Linked DNA regions of Mus musculus: regions 1 and 3 are each linked to region 2. Evidence: chromatin contacts called from public HiChIP or PLAC-seq and promoter capture Hi-C data. All regions are on one chromosome and are shown on one strand. Each heading gives the region's core, a stretch centred on a gene start, on an enhancer-like site or on the middle of the called end of the contact. The rest is flanking DNA. Distances are from core to core; before and after follow the strand shown.

Region 1 (3,452 bases), core at 304-2,803, 200 kb before region 2:
CCTTTTTCCCCATTCCCGGTCCTCTCTCCGGACACATGTGTGACACTAATCTCAGGAATGACAAGGATGCCCGCTTCAGCAGCAGCAGCACAGCTGCTCTCAGGTTGCTCTAGGATTGAAGATGATCAGACAAAATGATGGCTGAAGACAGAACAAAAGAAAATGCCAACCAAACAGCAAAACAAAACAAAAAACCAAAGAGAACAAAACTGGATGATTGAATGGTATAACTTAAGGCAAACACGCACACTGTCAGTCCCTTCATTTACAATCCTGCGGCAGCACAGGAGCCCAGTGAGCATCAGTTCACTTTCTGTATTTTCACACACATTTTACATGGAATATGAAACACATTTTTTTCACAAAGGAAAACAGAATGCCTTTTAAAAATATTGTGACCAACTAAGTTTACATAAACTTTAGGTAAAAGCTCCCAAATTATAGGCAAAAACTCTGTCTCTTGTCAACAATGATAACCAAAGTAATTAGAAAGTCCCCTTTGTACACTTCAAATCTTATTTTTTATTAGACTACATCCAGTCTGACTTAATAATCAACCATGATAATTAAGGTACTGCTTATTCAATCATGCCTTGGTGCTTAGCAACCCTTCTTGTCTCACACACTCAGAATCTCAAATATCAGTAACATTTATGTGCTTAAGGTAGAATTAAGCAGTCCATTTCTTCAGGTTCCTATTGAGACTATACATTTTGATGTGCTACAATGAAGAAAAATGAAAACAAGATATGAAAAGCCAACTGGTTCTCAGTTTACCCTGAAAACAGCCTCAGTAATTCAAACAAATGAACAAAACTCATAACTAGTAAATATCTATCAAGATAACTTTATTCTGTGCCTTAAATATAAAAGGTTTTAAAGATCTTAAGTAAATATCTATAATAAGTAGTAAAAATAACATAAATATGTGAAAAATAGACCAGTGGTGAAATTTAAACTCCATAACAACAGACAAAACAACCAAAACCAAGAACACTGTATACCCATTAAGATGTAGCACACAAATCTGTTGAGAAGAATGATTTTGTTTGCGGAGCTAGAATCGTCAAAGCCTTATGAATTTTGCTGAAGTCTGCTAAACAGCATGCCACAGTAAAAGAACAGAGGCCACAGCTGCACGATCCAGGGAGGCCGAGCTTCACTGACATCTGCCATCCTGGAGCCTTCCAGGTGCCCATTTTCACCACAGCAACCTGATTCATCCATAGGATGAAGTAGTTTGGGCACTACACATCTTGAGCTCCCAGGTGACTAGCATGCAGCTGTTTAGAAATCAACGCTCTGCTCTGAATCCTTCACAGTTTGAAAGTGGATTCCCACCCGGGCCCTGCCTGCCACGGCTAGCCACAGGGAACACTTTCCATCTCCTTGAAGCTCCTGTTGCCCCGCATCCATGATCCTAGCCTGATCATGTCTGATTTGCCTCACATACCAAGTTCCCCATTCTCAGGCAGGCTGAGGCTAGTGGGCTTTGGAACCCCGCTGTTCCTGTGTGTGGAACCAGCTAAGCCTACCCCCACTTTCCAACAGCTATTTTCAAAAGTAAGGGCAAATCGGTTCTTATCATGGTGTGTGGCAGAGGTTATAGCAACACAGAGTAGTCACCATGACACTGTTGGGTGGCAGCCAAGACTCGTTCACTTATACTGTAGAAACCACGTCAAGAAAGAAAATTACAAAGACATTCAGTTCAGAGGGAGAATAAAAAATGTTGGCAGTTACCAGGGCATAAAAACAAAAACAACAACAAAACAAATAAAAACCAACCAACCAACCAACCAAAAAAAATCTCCAAAAGTAACTAATATTTAAGCTTTATAAAAAAAAATTTTTTTAAGATACATATAGGTGTTCTAACAGAATAAGGGATACTCAACAGCACTTTTTTTTAAAGCACATTCTTACATATTACTCTATAATATTCTCAAAACAACATGGTAGTGAGACTCTGAAGTGGACCATTTAATTAATCCCCATTTGCTAAGAGGAAACTGCAGTTCAGAAAGCACTAGGTAAAGAAATGAGACTTTTAGTTTCAAATGTCCATCCATCCACACAGTGAATTCTAACTCAATTTGTCAGAACCAGCCTGACGCAAACATTCTCTAACATCTCCCAACAATGTTTAATTTATCTGTCTAGATTCTTGGTCACTTCAAAGAAGGCAAATAATTTACTGTGGCTGAATAAAGAGTCACAGTAAAAACACTCTAGAAGAATACCTGAAGAATTTATAACTCAAGGTCAGTTTGTTTTTATTTTTAATTGGTTTTATTTGTGAAAACATGCTGATGGAAGTTAATGGTTTAAAAATGTTGATTCGCCAATAGAAATTTGCAGGGAGTCAGAAATGGAAGAAGGGTATTTGTAAAGCGAAGCTAGCAGATGAATTGTTAGTCACTCTCAGGACAGAGGTCAGGGGCTGAGCAGAGAGGAAATCATGAAATTAAATGTAACAATAACCTCCAATTAAATTAAATGTGGTTGTTCTAAGGGAACTGAAATGTCTGCGTACTCAGTAAACTAAACAAAAAGAAAAACATGTTATTCTGGAAACAGCAAGAAAGAAAAGACAACTCTTAGGAAGATTAGACAGTGGAGAAACATGATTATATAACCCAAGTATTTAGTACATAATCCTTTCCTTAATGTCTCTTCAGCATTTTCTACTGTGAGACTCTTGTGCCTGAGTCCCTTGTTCCCCAGCGTGTTGGACTGGCCTCCTGGGCTTCCCCAATAGCTGGAAGGCACATCTTACTTCCTCAGAAACCTCGTCAATGAAGACTTCCCTGTCGCCCCATCAAAAGTCTCAACATCCCTACATTTCATATGCCTTCTCTTCTATTCTGTTTCTTTAAAAATCACTTATAACAAGCTACAGTTACCTTGTCTACCTAGTTGTATATTCTACACAGATTAAGTGTTATTTGGCCACTGTTAAATGCCTAATACAAGCTTAGCAGAGACTATTACTGGTTAGTGTCTTTTTTAAATTTTTAAAATGTTTATTCTGTATGTACAAGTATTTCTCATGTACACACACACACACACACACACACACACACACACACACACACACACACACACATATGCACTACCTTTGTGCCTAGTGCTGTGTGGGCTAGAAAAGGGCTTCCAATCCCCTGGAACTGGAGTTAAAAATGGTTGTACTCCCAACCACTGAGCCATCTCCTTAGCCCTAATAAATGTACTTCTTAATTAACTGAATGAATCTCTATTACACGATTATAAATTAAGATGAAAATATAGAACATAGGAAAAAGGTAAGCTTGGAAAATGTTTTTTCCTTTTAGTCAGTCAAGTAACTCACAGCTTAAGATAATAAATATTTTTAGGTGGTAAAAAGAACAAAAGTTTGCCGGGCGTGGTTGCACACGCCTTTAATCCCAGCACTTGGGAGGAAGAGGCAG
Region 2 (3,544 bases), core at 361-2,860:
TTATTCAACTAAATCTATATTCTTTTTTGACTGTTTGCATTAGGTAAAATCCAATTTACTCCATCCAATATGGCACCAAACCAGTTCTCATTAAACTTCAGTAAACTGGTATTATGAAAGAGCATTTTGTGGGTTGCAGCATTAAATCCTGATTGATCCTTTTGAACCCCTTAATTTTTCCTCCAAAGATTTTTAAGGTTTCACTCTGATATTACCAGTTTTACTCCTTTTAAACATAACTCAATTTGTTGTGGGCGGGTGTGAAGATTCAAAATAGTGGCAGTTCTCACTTTGGTAAGCTGAGGCAGGAGGATGACTGAGACCATGCTAGATTACACCTACATATAGAGCTATCTAGATTGTGTTTCCTATTACTATGACAAACCCTGGTAAAAGCAACCTCAGAAGCATGTGTTGATTCTGGCTCACAGATTAAGGTACAGTCTAGCACAGCTTGGACGGGATTTCAACAGGAGCATGAGACAGCTGGGCACATTGTATTTGCAGTCTAGCAACAGCAATGGATGTTCAACTTGAATTTGCCTTTTTATTCAGTGTGTGCCCACTCCTTTGAGAATGCAGTCCTCATTAAGGGTACATCTTTCCAGTTCAACCTTTGTGAAAGCATCTTCACAGACATGCTCAAAGGTGTGTATCTATGGGGATCTAAGTCTGACCCTCCAAGTCCAGAGATTTGTGTCTATGGTGATTCTAAAAGTAATCAAGTTGACAGTATTTACCATCACAAGTGTTAGGATTACTAGTTAGAGTTTTGCTTTTGATCTCTCCATCCTCTAGCATAACCAAAATATAAAATGAGACTCAAGGTATACTTTGAGTCTGAGGAGTCTCTAAGCTGCCTTCAACTCTTAGTTTATCCCCATTCTCCAATTTTAATTTCCAAGAGCAATTTCATTTCATTGTTATATAATGTACTTGTTTTATACTGATACAGGGTCCTGCATGAGAACTGTAAAGATAATAAATGAAACGTAGTGGGTGTACGGTTTTGATCTTAGCACTAAGGTAGGTGGATTTCTGTGGGTTCGAGGCCAGCTAGTAAGACCGTATCTCAACAAAACAAACAAAACAAACAAAAAACAGTAAATTGGATACTTTCAGAAAACCTTTATCTGAAACTGCTCCTGAGGAAAATCGGGCTGCTTCTGTGTCGGTTTTACTCTTTGTCATTTTTCCTGATGAAATTTCAAAAGGCAACATTTACGTGAAATTTTAAGACATTACCGACTAAGAAACTAATAGATGCTTTTCGCCTGCATTGAGTCCTGTTTCCTGGTTACAGCTGGCTTTCTGTAAATAATCTCTCTTGATAAACAGATTTTTTTTCGTTGTTAAGCCCATTTTTACCTCCCCCCCCCCCAAGTAAATGTAAAGAACGAATGAGTCTCGCAGACTGTATACAGCCAACTAGAGGGTTGCTGGTTGTCTGCTATATCTGGTATTCTCTAGATTCGGGTCCGGGTTCAGGTCCGGGTCCGGGTCCGGGTCAGGGATCCAACGACCGCGTCCCATTTCAGCATACCCGAGCGCTGACAGCTCTGCTCTTCTTAAATCCCATTGGCTAAAGCCCACGCGGCTCACGGCACACTGGTCACAGAGCCTCTGGGCGCGGGGCGATGACGTCACACTAGCCGGGCCTCGGTTGCTGGAGCCTGGGCCCTCGCCGGCGACCGCGAGCAGGGTCGAGCTGGGACGGCGCTACCATGACCATATGCCAGTTTTTCCTTCAAGGCCGGTGCCGCTTCGGAGACCGCTGCTGGAACGAGCATCCCGGCGCCCGGGGTGCGGGCGGGGCTCGGCAGCCGCCACCGCAGCAGCAGCCACCCTCAGGTGACGGTCTGGGAGCCTTGAGCCAGGGCCACTTGCTGCGGACGCACACCTCCACCCCGGGCCCCTGCCCTGGCATGCGACGTCTCACCCCCAGTAGTTTGACAAGTCGTTTCTGATCGTCACACGTGGACAGGCGTTTGGACTTGGGTGCTCCTGTCAAACACTGCGTTTTTAAATTAGAGATATCTTCATCAAAACCTCCTTTTTGGTGAATGGCAGTGGTAGGGAGAATTCACGTGGGTTCATTCAGACCCCTTTCTCTACTCTTTCCCCTTCCTTGTCCGTGATCACAAGCTCTTAAAATCTGGGCTTTAGTTAGTAGCTTCCGACACTGGGTCAAGAACCTTACAAGTTTTGTGGAAAGGGTATTCAGGGGTTAGACATTAAACCAGCACAAAACAAGGTTTTAGAAGTCAGATAAATACGTTTTGTTCTCTTAATTTTGGAACCTAGTTTTTTGTTTGTTTTGGTTTTTAGGTTTTCAGAGATCGGCTTTCTCTGTGTAACAGCCCTAGCTGTCCTGAAAAACTCTTTGTAGACCAGGCTGGCCTTGAACTCACAGAGATCCACCTGCCTCTGCCTCCTGAGTGCTGAAATTAAAGTCATGTGCTACCACTGCCCAGTGGAACCTAGTTCGTGACGTTGTCAGTGGGTGCTTCTCTTTCCCCTTCTCTTTAAGGCTCCTCCAGCCCCTGTGTTCATGCTGGTTTCATATTTCCAGTCTTTTCGTGGAGGAGACAGATTGTATCATCTACAATGCTTCTAGTGAAAGACTCCAAATTAGGAGTCAGGTTCCGATAGATACTGGTATACTCCCAGGGACTGCTGAGAGGAATGTTTGCCATTTGGTCTCTGGAAACCTACTTTAAATGTAGTAATTTGCAAGTAAATGTTCAGTAGATAGATAATTAGGGGAAAAATACAAATAAAACTTTAGAATGAAAAGAAAGAAAAAGAATGCTTTGTAATTTTAAGGCCCACATTTGGGCCTTAAATACCTCTCTCTTTCCCTCTGCTCTGCTCCATCTTACGTAGCTTCCTGTTCCTCCTCCTGTGAGAGCTGGGCATATCCTATTCTGTCAAATTTTTCTCTGATTTGTCACTTTGTCTGGCACTCAATTAGATACCACTTTCAAACATAGCTGCTTCCTTCTACAGACTAACTTTACTTTCGATGTCTGAGATTAAAGCTGTGTACTAAAGGCATGTCTATTTCAGCCAGAGGAGTACTCTATCAGTCTGTTTTTAGTATATATTAAGTGATATATTTTCTAAATCCTAAGATAAATTACCTTTATCCTAGCATAAACTAGGAAGTGATAAGATTAAAAACAGTATCAAAACCTGAAACAAGTCCTATTGGCTTATTATTATTATTTTATGAGTTGTTAGAAATCTACGCTATACTTTACCTATTAGTAAGCTCTGCGATCTCTATATGAAGGATAGGTTGTGGGCATTGTGTCCACAAAGTAAAGACAGAGGCAAACACTTTTTAAATACCTATTTAAGGACAGAAAGTAAAATTTAACCCTTTTTATTATCCAGTTTATTCATTGTTCTCTTTCATTCATTGTCTCTATGGCCCAGTGCAGAAGCATACACACACATCCAATGATAGGTCAAATGAGGGCCTTGACCGAGCTGGGCTCACCGCAAAGCTTTTAGAGATGTTTAGAGTATTTTTTATTTA
Region 3 (3,524 bases), core at 766-3,265, 160 kb after region 2:
TCTCAAAGGGACAGAGGAGGAGAGGGATCTTGAGGACCAGTCTGGGCAGCCTCTGGCAGCACTGTCACCTATAAGCCAGCCTTATAGCAAAACTCACCGCTGCCTTTGCCTGGCACATGCAGGCATCATCTCTGCAGGGTGTGTTCACAAGTCCAACAACACAAGTGCACACAAACCTGCACACATAAGCAAGGGGAATCGTCACTATCCTCAAGATATATGCTTGACTTACTTCCAACAGAATGAGCCACCTTGCAACCTCCATCTTCTCAGCAGCTCCTCTGTGGCCAACAGTCACAAGGGACCAAGGTAATCAAGGTAAGATCACCTGGAGCTAGACACAGGTATGTGCTGGTCACAGTGGGGAAGCCAGACCCATGTGAGACCCAACTATACAAGGTCAACCTAAAGCCAATGAGGGGTAGGGAAGCTGAACTCTGACCAAAGAGAACCCAGGTGGGTGTGATGCCGGACTTGTGAACTATTTGAGAGGGACAAGTGTGTGGTTTTACCATGTAGGGCTGACTTAGGACCAGTGCCCAGGAAGTAAATCAGCATGATTGTGAAGGGTTGCACTCAGGGTACAAGTAGCCTATCAGACTCAAAGTAGCCCACATGGCTTGGTTGTCCCAAATCCAGGACCATATTGTCTGGCTCCAGGAAACACTCTCCATCTTTTATGTACATGGGTACATGGGTATATGAGAAGGCATGTGCCCGCACATGTGTGCGCGCACACACACACAAACACACACACAGAAAAGGGGAAGGATATCTGGTCACCCCTGTAGGCCTGGACATAGAGAGGCCAGGATCCCTGTACAGAGGCTCTGGCACTGCCACTTAAGTACGTTTAGAACATAAACATGAGATACAGCAGGTGATGGCTGAAGCTAACCAGCACCCTGGAGTCTCCTCAGGATAATTATTTATTATTCATAGTCATCAGCATCTTCATTAATTATTCATATGATCCTTAATTATTATCCTTAACAATAAGAGCAGTAAATAGCAGAAAAGTCCTTGAGGTGCCTAAGGCCCAGGGCCGGTGCCTCCGGGCAGTTAGACCAGCTAATGCCCCCAGGGCAGTGGGGGGACCACAGACCCCCATCCACTGCCCAGCTCTGTCCTGCCCCTCCCAGTGGGGCCCAGGGTATTGCAGGAGGAGATGCTGGTCCCAAGGGTGGGGATGGAGGTGCTTCTGCACAGGTCTCCCCTCCAAACCAGGGTCTCCAAGGAGAGCGGTCAGGTAATGCCCTGAACCCAGGGTGAGCCACATGTCCACAGTGGGCAGCATCACTAACTGCCTGGATCTGAGCCATGTCTGTGCAGGGGCTGGGAGGTAAGGGCCCCCAGCTGGCCGGGCAGGGAGAGGCGTCGAGTGGGGCCATCTTGGGGGAGCTCTGGGGCTCCTGCAGGAAGCTCCTCAAACGCCACGAACTGGGAAACCTGCAAAGACCACAGAGCTTGAGAAGGCACTCAAACGTGGGGGAGGAGGAAGGGGCGGAGACCGGAGGTCAGAAACGTGGGGGAGGAGGAAGGGGCGGAGACTGGAGGTCAGAGAGGCTTAGGTGGGCAGAGTGGGGACCTGAGGGGACAAGAAGGCTGCAACTTCTGTAAAGAAATGCACCTTTGTGGCAGGAGCCAAATGAAAGGGCTGAGAGCCACTCACAGCCACCCTGACAGAGGACCTTGCTCTGGACCCGGAGAAGCTGGATTCCAAGCTCTAGCCTCTCCCTTCCCTAGGGAATGTGCCAGGGCAGCGGGAGCAAAGCCTACATGGAATAAGAAGTCCCTGCTTTGGGAAGGCAGCTAAGACAGAGAGAGACAAGGTGCCTCCTTGCAATTTTCCAAAGAACCCTGGGGCCCTGGAAACAACAGTGGGCCAGCGGCCAGGTCTCTGAGGCCAGGGAGAGCGCTAGGGCGGGCAGGAGGGATTTGTGGGTGCTGACGTGTCTACTGGTGAGATCCCTGCGGGGGAGGCTGTGAAGGGAGACTGGCACATTTGCTGACGTGGGCCCTGGTGTCTGCAAACAGGAGCAAGCAGCATATGGGACAGGGAGCAGAGCTGGGGGTGGGAGTAGATCCCAAGCCACCTCTGGGTGCCATAGGAGCCCCCACCCCCACCCCCTTCAAGCACCTATCAAAGCTAGAGCTGGCAGAAAAGACCCAGCTACAGCTGTCCTTCAGGAGGTTACTCAAAGAGAAGAGATGTGGATCAGGGAGGTCCTATCTCAGAGCCTTGATCTTGGCACCCTGGACATGCCAGCAGCCTTCAGGAGGCTATAGCACTGCTAGAGTAAGAGCCAAGATGAGAGGCGGCAAAGTCAGAGGGGGATAACCACAGCAGGGACCACTCTCAGGCAGCATCCAGACCCAAGGCCCAGGCTCAGACATCATGTTTACATCTGGCCCTTAGGTTGCCTGGCAGGAGCAGGTAGAAGAGGATGGGGGTGAGGAAGCCACATTTCACACCCAGCAGCTGTGCAGTCGTTGGGGCAGAGAGGGTGCGGCTGGAGGCTGGGAGTGGGCTCTAGAATGTACCTGAGAAAGCGAGTCCAGGGTGAGAGTGGGGACAGGGCCGACAGGCAACAAAGGGGATGCGGAAGTGGGGCCGGGCCCAGGGGTGGTCACAGCACTGTAGGCAGGAGGGACCAGGGTCATTTGCCTCTGTAGCAGCTGTAGGACAGTGGCCATGTCTGCACTTAGCCGGGTTTCCAGCCTGGGGCAAGGAAGGAAGATTTCTCAGAAGTGGAGATAGCTGGTTCACTCTAGGCTCCCTCCTCATGCAGCTGAGGAAGGAGAGGGTCCACCTGCCTGGCACAGACAGTCCTAGACAGAGCACCCCTGAAACATCAGCAGAAACCCAAAGAGGCCCCAAGTTCCCCCACAGTGCAGCCTACCCCGTGCCCATTCCCTGGGCACCCATCTTTACCTGTTCAGCTGTCTCTGGAGTGCGTCCAGCCTGCTCTCCACATCACCCCGGGATCGCCGACCAGGGCTAGACAAGGGGATGTTGAGGAGGCTGGGGGCAGGGGCAGGGCATCGAGGCAACTCCTGGTACTGGCGCCCCCGACTGTCCCCCCAGAAGCTGAAAATATTGGACACCCCAGAGAAGGCACCTGGAGCCAGAGAGGAGTGGGGTCAGGAAGAAAGTCAGGCCCCTGCCAGTCCCTACCCATCCCCCATACTGCCCATCCCCCACACTCACTCACTCCCACCCCCACCCCAAGGCCCAGGCCTACCTGACAAGGGATTACAGGTGTCACTTTTCTCCCCATCCTCTGTCAAAGGCTCCCCACCTGGGGGGTCTCCCGGAGGCCTGGGGCTGGAGAAGGGCACCAGGCGGAGGGGACTGGAGCTGCGACCAGGGCCCTCATCTTCACTGCTCTCTGGGCTGGAAGGGCCGCTGGATGGGCTCTCCCCCCATGGCCCTCCCGGCTGTCCCCGGCAACTCGGCCCTGGCCCAACTCGGGCAGGGCCTTGCCCCAGGGCTGACACCTCCCCTGGCTGCTCTGTGTCTG

What was found. Promoter capture Hi-C pulls out the DNA fragments that hold promoters and counts their contacts. HiChIP or PLAC-seq counts read pairs in DNA pulled down with a chosen protein or histone mark.
Region 1: a contact with region 2 is called in a promoter capture Hi-C map of 3T3-L1-derived adipocytes, with 4 times the contacts expected there. The contact joins the enhancer-like site here to the promoter of Nupl2 in region 2. A contact is called at or near these places in 3 of 39 promoter capture datasets (the 3T3-L1 cell line, 3T3-L1-derived adipocytes and hematopoietic stem and progenitor cells), 2 of 115 datasets of contacts at active chromatin or transcription factors (bone marrow-derived macrophages and embryonic stem cells) and 2 of 9 other capture datasets (adipose tissue and pancreatic islet).
Region 3: a FOXA1 HiChIP or PLAC-seq map of pancreatic cancer cells shows a contact between it and region 2. The contact joins the enhancer-like site here to the promoter of Nupl2 in region 2. A contact is called at or near these places in 1 of 39 promoter capture datasets (embryonic stem cells), 3 of 484 Hi-C or Micro-C datasets (cardiomyocytes and embryonic stem cells), 6 of 115 datasets of contacts at active chromatin or transcription factors (cardiomyocytes, embryonic stem cells, pancreatic cancer cells and 1 more) and 3 of 9 other capture datasets (adipose tissue, embryonic stem cells and liver).

The regions. Positions count from the first base shown.
Region 1 is chr5:23,966,323-23,969,774 of GRCm38.p6, forward strand. All of the region lies in intron 10 of Fam126a (family with sequence similarity 126, member A), which reads right to left. Among named protein-coding and RNA genes, the nearest start is that of Fam126a, 63 kb to the right of the region's middle. Within about 2 kb of position 1,554, at least 17 of the 459 cell types and tissues checked have an H3K27ac peak or open chromatin away from gene starts, as enhancers often do. A contact at or near this core is called in 3T3-L1-derived adipocytes, where this site is marked.
Region 2 is chr5:24,163,353-24,166,896 of GRCm38.p6, forward strand. It overlaps Nupl2 (nucleoporin like 2), which reads left to right and starts at 1,611. Exons shown (of 7, transcript NM_153092.4): 1 at 1,611-1,851. The coding sequence starts at 1,725. It also overlaps a transcript of Klhl7 not described here.
Region 3 is chr5:24,318,701-24,322,224 of GRCm38.p6, forward strand. It overlaps Kcnh2 (potassium voltage-gated channel, subfamily H (eag-related), member 2), which reads right to left. Exons shown (of 15, transcript NM_013569.2): 12 at 3,246-3,521; 13 at 2,936-3,122; 14 at 2,545-2,722; 15 at 889-1,449. The coding sequence ends at 1,300. Gm15589 (a long non-coding RNA gene) reads left to right here. Exons shown (of 4, transcript XR_003955875.1): 2 at 242-318. Among named protein-coding and RNA genes, the nearest start is that of Gm15589, 9.1 kb to the left of the region's middle. Within about 2 kb of position 2,016, at least 115 of the 459 cell types and tissues checked have an H3K27ac peak or open chromatin away from gene starts, as enhancers often do. A contact at or near this core is called in pancreatic cancer cells, where this site is marked.